Regions from separate parts of the Mus musculus genome. Here regions 1 and 3 are each linked to region 2. The links are chromatin contacts, called in public ChIA-PET maps. All regions are on one chromosome and are shown on one strand. The core of a region is the stretch at or near the end of the contact, and the rest is flanking DNA. Distances in the headings are between cores, read along the strand shown. Region 1 holds the start of Bcl11b (B cell leukemia/lymphoma 11B). Region 2 has its middle 65 kb from the start of Gm33236. Region 3 overlaps Bcl11b (B cell leukemia/lymphoma 11B).

The links. ChIA-PET counts read pairs in DNA pulled down with a chosen protein or histone mark.
Region 1: a contact with region 2 is called in an RNA polymerase II ChIA-PET map of memory CD8 T cells, with 24 read pairs. The contact joins the promoter of Bcl11b here to the enhancer-like site in region 2. A contact is called at or near these places in 8 of 39 promoter capture datasets (the 3T3-L1 cell line, cranial neural crest, embryonic stem cells and 2 more), 1 of 15 datasets of contacts at CTCF or cohesin (stem cell-derived epiblast-like cells) and 11 of 115 datasets of contacts at active chromatin or transcription factors (the SCID.adh cell line, craniofacial prominence, double positive thymocytes and 8 more).
Region 3: an RNA polymerase II ChIA-PET map of memory CD8 T cells shows a contact between it and region 2, with 13 read pairs. The contact joins two enhancer-like sites. A contact is called at or near these places in 5 of 115 datasets of contacts at active chromatin or transcription factors (double positive thymocytes, embryonic basal ganglia, memory CD8 T cells and 2 more).

Annotation. Positions count from the first base shown.
Region 1 is chr12:108,001,972-108,004,848 of GRCm38.p6, reverse strand. Bcl11b (B cell leukemia/lymphoma 11B) reads left to right here and starts at 1,435. Exons shown (of 4, transcript NM_001079883.1): 1 at 1,435-1,763. The coding sequence starts at 1,706.
Region 2 is chr12:107,583,892-107,586,834 of GRCm38.p6, reverse strand. No RefSeq gene overlaps it. Among named protein-coding and RNA genes, the nearest start is that of Gm33236, 65 kb to the left of the region's middle. Within about 2 kb of position 1,549, at least 14 of the 459 cell types and tissues checked have an H3K27ac peak or open chromatin away from gene starts, as enhancers often do. A contact at or near this core is called in memory CD8 T cells, where this site is marked.
Region 3 is chr12:107,919,726-107,922,666 of GRCm38.p6, reverse strand. All of the region lies in intron 3 of Bcl11b (B cell leukemia/lymphoma 11B), which reads left to right. Among named protein-coding and RNA genes, the nearest start is that of Bcl11b, 82 kb to the left of the region's middle. Within about 2 kb of position 1,251, at least 43 of the 459 cell types and tissues checked have an H3K27ac peak or open chromatin away from gene starts, as enhancers often do. A contact at or near this core is called in memory CD8 T cells, where this site is marked.

The DNA.
Region 1 (2,877 bases), core at 186-2,685, 420 kb before region 2:
AACCCGTCCCTCTAGCGCGTGCTTCCCAAGGAGACTAGGGTGTGGGGGCGGGGCAGTGCTTGACCCCTAGGAGTTAATGGGGCCCAGAAGGGCGAAGAACCCTTCTGGAATGGGATTCAAACAAAATGTGCCCCCCCCCACTGTGCCCCTCAGTATCATTAATTTTGTTGTTTGAGACGACCAACCCCCAACGGTTTATATGGAGACACTTTTTTGGAAGTTTCTACAAAATGCTCCCCTCTCCAAATAAGTAAAACCAACTGTAACTACTTTTCTAGAGAGTGAAGGAAAACAATTTTATCTGTCGCCTCAGTCTCCCCCAGCCCGTGGTTTCCAGCCCTCTTTCTCGAGTGGGTGGGTTTGGACTTGCTTGGACTCAGTGTACCTCAGTTACTCACACAGCACTCCGCCCCCTTTCTCAGGGAGTCCGGCTCCCGGGGGAGGAAGAGTGAGTGGGGACAAGATTTTATTTTATTTATCCCCCCCCACCCTCTTTTGCGCTACCGGTGCTCGGTGATAAGACCAGCTTACAAAAACAGTAGTTTGCACGTGTGGCCGGCCGGCCTGGGTTGCGGGTGTGCGCACTGGCGAGTGTGTGTGAGTGCGCGCGCGCGTGTCTCGGTGTGTGCTTTCTTGTTCTCTTACAGGGTACAATGTTAAAAAGCCACCGCTAGTCGCCCCCAGTGCTCCGACTCTCTGGGTCTTTTTGTCTCTAGAGCAGATTAAACGTCACGTCCGCACTTGAACTTGAATTTTATCCCATTGTACAGAGGCAGCCCCAGCCACAGAGAGACCGAGAGCTCCCGGAGAACCCGGACTCCGCCATCTTCACGTTGCAATCTATAGCTCCCGTCCACGCCCGCACCGACCCGGGCGCACTGGGCGAGCCGCCCCGCAGCCCCGCTCCCCCTGGGCCCGCGGCGCCGGGCAGCGCTGGGGAGCGCACGCGGGGACCCGCAGCCCCTCCGGCCGGCGCCAGCCTGCCAGGTGACCCGGGAAGGAGCCGCTCCCGGAGTCCCCCAGAGCCTCGGAGGGGTCAGCCTCCGAGAAAGAAAAAAAGCAGGCAGCGCGCAGAAAACCCAGAAAGAGCCGAACCAAGGCAGCTTTTCATTGCTTTTGGGTTTTTGAGGGGGCGGGGTGAGGGGGTACGAGACAAGTCCCCAAGTTTTCTTTGCCTTTTTTTTTTTTTTGGCTTTTTTGAAATTTGTTTGCATTTTTTCCTCCCCCCTCCCCTTGGGTGGAAGTGCGCGTTCCACCTACCAGACCCCGAAAGAAAAGTGTCAGAGGCCGGTGCAAAACCCGGCGTAACTTCAAGAAGACATTTACAAGTCTAAGAGGCCAAGCACTTTGAAGAAGTGTGAGAGATATTTTTCCTCCAAAAGAATATATTTTTAAAGAAACCGGCCAGCCAGCGGCGAGCAACAGCAGTTTTATAATTTATTTTAGCCTTTTCTCTATTTTAGAGCAAGCCATCTTCCTGGCTTTTTCTTCTTTCTTTTTGCAAAAACAAAAACAAAAACACAGCCCAGAAGAAAGAGCAAAATAAAGACGAAGAAGAAGAAGAGGAGGAGGAAGAGGAAGAGAGGAAGGGCAGAGGCACCAACCCGGGCGGAGGAGGAGGCGCGGCGGCGGCGGCGGCTCAGACCCCCTCCCCGGCCCGCATCTGTGCAGCTTTCCGGGCGATGCCAGAATAGATGCCGGGGCAATGTCCCGCCGCAAACAGGGCAACCCGCAGCACTTGTCCCAGAGGGAACTCATCACGCGTAAGTGTCTGCCGCACGCGCGAAGGGCCGGCGGCTGGGGCTCCGGGCGCCCGGGGCTGGGGACACCAACCCGGGAGCAGCGGCCGAGCGTGGGGTTCTGGGAAAGTTTCTCTGCAGCCGGGGGCAGCCGCCGCGGGCTCCGGGCCGGGGAGGGGGCGCGCGGGCTTGCAGGCGGCTGTGCGCGCCGAGCCCGGCCGGACGCTCGGCCCTCCAAGCGGCGTGTGTGGCGGCGGCGGCGCTGGTGGCGGGGTTTGGAGAGGAGGGGGAGGGGGCCGAGGAGTGGAGGGGGAGGGGGAGCCGGGAAAAGTTGGCGAGCGCGTGGGTCCGCGCTCGGAGGAGCGGGCGGACGGAGCCCCGAGAGCGCCCTGGACCCAGGGACCCGCAGGGGAAAGGGATGGCCGCGGGCTTCGGGTTCCCGGTCGCTGCGCCCCGCCAGGCTGGGCGCCGACCGCGCCGCTGCTAGGATTCCGAAGCCGCCGTCCCCTCCCCTCCTCTCGCTATTTGCAAAAGAATCCAGCTGCGCAGCTGTTTGCTGTGCTGGAGCACCCCCTCCTCATTTCCCCACCTCCGTCTCCTGGGACGGTCTTGTCTTCTTTCCCCCCCCAACTCAAAAAAAAAAAAAAGGTGTGGGGGGGAGGTTTTGGGTTGGTGAAAAAAAAATCCCCGCCACGAGTTAACAAAAAAGTCATGAGTGGGGAAAAAAAAGGGATGCTCTTATAACAGTAAAAATGAAGAGAAAGAAAAAGGAAGGGGAGAAAATACCTATCATCCTCTTATCCATCTTTCTATCTCTGTATCTTTCATCTTCCCATCTAAATAAACAAGGCAGGTCGCGGTGCAAATCCGCCGGATTTCAAGCAAGTGGAGGGGCTTGCAAAGTCAGGCAGCAGGGCAGACTCTCAGCAGCTTCCACCGCCCCAGCTGGGTTCATTTAGAAAAGAAAACGCCAGCGCGAGCCGCGCAGGTACACAGTTCTCCCAGAGCCAGCCGGGTACCCGCGCTGCCACCGGCGAGGTCGGCTTGCAGAGCTCTGGGAAGCCCCGGCCGCAGCCTGCGCGAGTCTCTCCCCCGCGGGTTTTTTTTTTTTTTTTGGTCGCGGTTGCTTTTTATTTAT
Region 2 (2,943 bases), core at 300-2,799:
GCCTAGGAGGGATTGTGTTGATACAGTTAATTGAGGTGGGAAGACCCAACCCAAAAGTAGGTAGCAGCATTCCTTGGCCTTGGGTCTTGACCTGTACAAGAGGGAGAAAGCCAGCTAAGCATAAGCGTTCATCTCTCTCTGCTTCCTGATTGTGGGTGTGATGTGACCCCTACTGCATCAGGTGTAGTGCATACAACAGTCACAGGTATTGGGGGAGCAACTGTAGCAGAAGGCCACAGTCTTGGAATACCTGCAGAGGCCACCATGCAGAGGCTATGTCTCCACTCTCAATAGCAGCTAGCTCCCTTATTCTTCTCCAGTGGTGAACCAGGATGCTGACTCTTTGAAAAGCACCAGGGGCAGAAGCAGACCTGGGCTTCAAATCCTTGTTGCATGACCCATGTCCATCTTAAAACAGTAGATTCATACCCTCCATGGCGAGATGCTCATGCTCAATGGAACTGACATCTGTCTAGGAAAGGGGTTCAGAAAGGGACAGCTTCTAAGTCATATTTATTTCCATCAGAGCACATTTCCAATCAGTAAAATAACAGAACTCCCACAGTGCTTTTACAACTAACCTTTCTCCTGACCCAGCCCCGTGGCAGTAGACACTTTCTGCAAGGTCCAGCACCGCAGTCCATATTTTTGCACTATACCTATGTCTGTGTCCTCTTTTGGTTTTGACCAAGCTGGTGACTCTGAGAAGACCTCCCTGGTTCCTCCAGTTGACTCGTCAGCACTCTCTTCTCCATGGCCTGGTTCCTTCATTAGCATATTTGCCTTGTGGCAGTGACCTGGCAGCTCTGGCTTTACTGCACAGCCGAAGTGACTCATCCATCCTCGCTGACGTATTTAGAGCTATTTTTCTGTATTTCTTTTCCTCCTTTAAATGCGATCTCTGCTGAAAAGACCCCCAGGCATAGAGACAATAACATCATTCATTAAAATATTCAAATAAGCTGCAGCAGCAGTAATGACCAAGATAAAACCTTGAAGCACAAATTGCCTGTAACATAGGCGCCAATTTAGCCAAAGGGGCCTGGAACAATCTGGATTTGGGGTGCGGGCAATGGCTAAATTCTTGTCAATAGAAAGCTCCTTAGATTACCACGAGGCTCCACATTTGCAGGGAAGGCTCACTCTCCTGAAATGTTTCCCAAAGACCACTAATTCCAAGACTTAATACGATCTTTGCTTTTAGTGTCAGGAATATAATTCTTTTAATAAGATTTAAAAAAGAAAAAAGAAATAAAGCCGTTATGATAAAACCGTTTTCACTCAATTATCTGACAAAGGTATCACAAATAATAGTTGTTTTGTATTTTTTTCATAAAAGATTATATTTTGCCATACCTCTGATAGAATCAAGGATTAGAATAAAACAGATTGGATAAGTTTTGTTTGAGAAATAAATCCATTTTGGAAAAAAAAATAGCAACGGTGGGAAGGAATTTTGGAAATCAGATGAGCGAAGCCGTCAGTGAAGGTCAAATGCAGAGCTTTTGATCTTAGGCAAGGAAGTGGTCGGGTTTGACGAGCCCTTGCCTAGTGTGTGGGAAGCCCCGTGTACAGTCTGCGACCAGCATAAACAGAGCTAGATGGCACGCATATATAATCCCTTCACTTGGGAGGTGGAGGCAGGAGGATCAGAAATTCAAGGTCAGCTTTAGTTGTATTTCGAATTTAGGACCAGCCTGTGGTGTGTGAGATGAGACTCTGTATATACAGACTAAGAAACAAGTCTGTAGATGCCCCAAGTCCCACTGGCTGTTTGACCATTGACAAGGGGCTCAGGTCCCAGGTCTGGCAATCTTTACCTGTAAAGTGGGAAAAGAACCACTCCCCCCTCCCCTCAGACCCCTGCATTCCTTAGAGGATGATCAGCCCCAAACCTGAGTAAAGTGGCCCCCTGCAGGATCCCTGTGTCCTTGAGAGGACGGATCCACCCCAAACCCCTTGTTCCCTTCATCTCCCGGCTTTTAAATCTAAGTACTAACATGGGGTTCACCTCCGGAAGACAGGGCAGAGAAGAGAGGAAGCCAGCATGCTTCTCCCCGTTTCTTCACTGTCGCTTCCAGCTGTAGTTATGCTGCGCCCCTCCGTTACTCGAGCTCCCGTCTGAAAGCATTACTGGGTGTCTGTGTCTCACTGGGTACCCTTGGCTCTGATAACGCCACCTTGGTTATTTGTGATGGTGGACTCAATATGGCTCAGATTCCTGGATTCTCTCATTATTCTTTGAGTTAGCTAATAGGTAACCCTGACACATACAATCAGTTCCCAATAATAGACTACCTCCTGTTTACAGCCCCGAAGTGTCTTGCTACCCTAAGTAGATGCCTCCCCAGACCCCCATCCCTCCCTCTTCTTCTATCTCCTTTTCTTCCTCCCGACTCTTTCAGCAGTGTGTGCCTTGTTCCTTCGAATATCCTCAACTTTTGGCTTAGAGCACAAATTAGCTGATTGCCTGGATGAGGTCAACCAATCATTCACAGACGAAATAGCAGTAAGCACGGTTTTAAACGTGCAGTCGCCAAAAAGGGTGTCCTGACTGGCCACCTTTGAAGTGGGGATATCTCAAGCACAGGAGGGGCAGGATTCTATCCAGAATCCTTCATTTGTATCGGCTGAAACCATGCGAAGTTCTACGGTATATTCTATTTTCCTTGCCACCCCACTTTTAAAACCACTGTATAATTCATAAACTATCTGCCTAAATCAATGTTTATCTGGATACCGGGCAAGGAGCCTGCAGTATCTCCACGGAAAACGAATCATTTTTTTTTTATCCTTTGATGAATTTTTATTTATAGGATGCAAACAAGCCAACAAACCCACCCTTCTGTCCCCTCTCTCTGCCCCTCCTTCTCTCTTGAGGGAAAATAAAGATGAATTTCCCCCTCTCCGCCCAAGGTGGATCTGACAAGCTGGTGTGCAGGC
Region 3 (2,941 bases), core at 2-2,501, 340 kb before region 2:
CTGGAAGATATGGGGATTGGCAAGTACTCTATCACTGGGACGCTGAAATACACCTCCAGCCGGAGGGGGGGCAGTTTAATTTAATTTAATTTTTAGATTCATTTGTATTTTATTCTGTGTGTATGGGTGTTTTGCCTGCTTGTGTGTTTGTGTGGCATGTGCATACCACGCCTACAGAACCCAGAAGAAAGCATCAGATCTGCTAGATCTGAACTTACAGACAGATAGCTGTGACCTGCTGCGCGGATGCTGGGAACGGAACCAGCGTCCTATGAAAGAGCAATCAATGCTCTTCACCGCTGAGCCACCTCTCCAGCCCCATGGGGAGGGGGACAGTTTTTAAGTGAACATGAGATGTACTTGTCACCTGAATAATGGTTGTACTGGTTGTCATCATGAAACTGTGGAGAGAGCACTCTTAGCAGTTATAGGGGGTGTGCGTCTCAGGGGTTGGGGTGGGGTTTAAGTGATGAAGCAAGACAAGACCAGCCTTCTGTTTGGGTTCGGGGTGAGGAGGATCACTGTGAGACACCCAGGGGTACCAATTACTGTCCCAGGTTCAGCCACCTCACTGCCATGTGGTCCCTTCACTAGGTCTCCCAAGCAGCATATGTCACCAATATGCTTTTTGGCTCTGTAAAATGACTCCCGTATTCCACCCTAGAGTGAATGCCTGCCACAGGGTAGACATAATGGGAGACTGTCCAGGGACAATCAGTGGCCTTCCATGAGAGGGCACTGTCAACATGGAACCATTGACAATGTGACACACGCAGGGAGGCCTGGGAAGGTGGTGATGGCACGGTGATTCTCTAAACTGCTGTCCCCGTGGTCTAGCATGATCATGTGATCATGATCCTCACTTGGCTTCCCTCAGAGGTGTTAGTGAACAAGGGTGACATGAGCTGAGGTAGCGATAATGCTGAGTGAGCCGTGCAGTGCTTTGTGGTTTACTGAGGAGCCCGGGCGGCCCAGACCAGTTCCCCTGCTTGATCAGAGGTGTCCTTTAACATTTGCTGCTTTTGAGTCAAGCTACATTACTCTTCTTCCAGGCCTTAAACCAAAAGGCATCCCTGAAACACTCAGAGCCACATACAAGGATGGGTAACAAACCCGCAGTATATAACACCTACTGCCACATTTATACAGCAGTGAGCGGTGGATAGAGGGAGGACCTCACAGTCCCCAGGCCAAGTAGGAAGCAAGGCTCAGAGAGGTGACATCTCATGTTTGGCTACACCCTTTAGAGATCAAGTTCCAAGTGTTCAGTGATGCTCCTATGGGGGGTGGGGAGTCTTGTCAGAAGAGATCTGGGGTAGGAGTCTGCGTTTGAAACTCCTCAGACAACATACTGAAAGAACAAAGAAGGCTCAGTGTGTGTTCTAAAGATCTATGAAAGTAAGGAGGGAGGAAGCAAGAAAAGACACCGCAGGGCCCTCTCTGGGTTCTGAGCTGCCCCGTGTGATTTAGTGAGACAAACGCAACTGACATTTCTAGGTCTGTAGGCCAGGATTGGTGCTTCTGAAGTCATTTGGACCCAGCAGTTAGCATCATTAGCTGCAGCCGCTACAGCAGTGTAAGGCTAGTGGACCCTGTCCCAGCCATTAGCAAAGCAGCCACCGCCCACTGCAGGGCACGCACTGGGCCACCTGCGTGCAGGTATCTCTCTGAGTTCGATGCAGCAAGGACGGGTTTGGGATGAGCTAAGCAAGCCCTGAGTCTGACGCAACCTGCTGTCTAAGGCTCTTCTTGTCTAAAAGCAAGCCATCTGTGCCTGTGCTGTGTCTATAAAATACTTATTCAGTTCCTGAATAGAAAGACGTTCCAAGTGGCTCGCCAGAGACTCTCTGACGTTGTTTAGTTCTTAAAAGTGAGCAGCCCCATACTCAGGGCTATTTGTAGGCGAGAGAGAGCCATGAGGTCGTCACATGTAAACGAACATTTTATTTTAAAAAAGAAGGGGGTGGCTGGAAAGAGAGTTGTCAAGGGAGGGCCTTCAAGGGCTGGGGGATTTATTTTTTCTTTCTGTCAGGTACTGGGGGAGGCTGCTGCCTATAGTGAGTGAAGCCTAGAGTTCTGTAGAGGGACACTTAGGGGCTCTGATGAAGATAGCTCTCACCCCAGGGTGACAAGTGGCCCTGAAATCTGACCGGACAAGTAGTCAGCCCCCTTTCTCCTCACAGTTTAACTATGGAGGTGACATCTGGGTTCTAGAGCATGCAGGTCAGAATATGTGTGCCCTTCTCTCTGCTTTTCTAAAACATGGAATCGGTTATGGCTACCTAGTTACATAGTCTGCTTTGGACTTCGGTATTTGTTGGATAGAACAGTCTAGAAAAACATGTGGCCACCAGATAAAGAGACAGGAAGTACTTCAGAGCAACTCAAGGAAATGGAGATGCTGAGAAGAGATGGGCCCCAACTTAAGAACACCCCAGATCTCAGCAACCATCCTCTGTAAATCCATTACTTAGAATGGCTGGGGCCCAGAGAAGGGTACAGAAACACCTTTAATTTGATATGTGACCTCCTAGGACATGGTACTTCATTTGTGTTGATAGCTCCAATGTGTCTGAAAGGGACTTGTATTTACCTTCTTAAGAAACACATACACACACACACACACACACACACACACACACACACACACACACACACGATGTGAGGAAGAGTCTGAACCTGTCTTCTGGCCAGCATTAGCTAATAAGCTGAGTATGGAGCAGTCAGGGCTTTGGAGAGGCACGGCTCCTGTTAGCCTAACAGTCTAGTCACAAGCATCGTGGCTACCCAGACCTTGTGAAACCAGGCTAGAACAGAAGATTCTCGCTAGAGGTCATGTTGCCCAACACAGACCCACCCAGACAGGCTGGGACAGCTGGCGAGAGCAGTAGCCTCTGTTCTCCCAGACTGTTTCTGTTTGTTGTCGTTTTGTTTAGTTCTG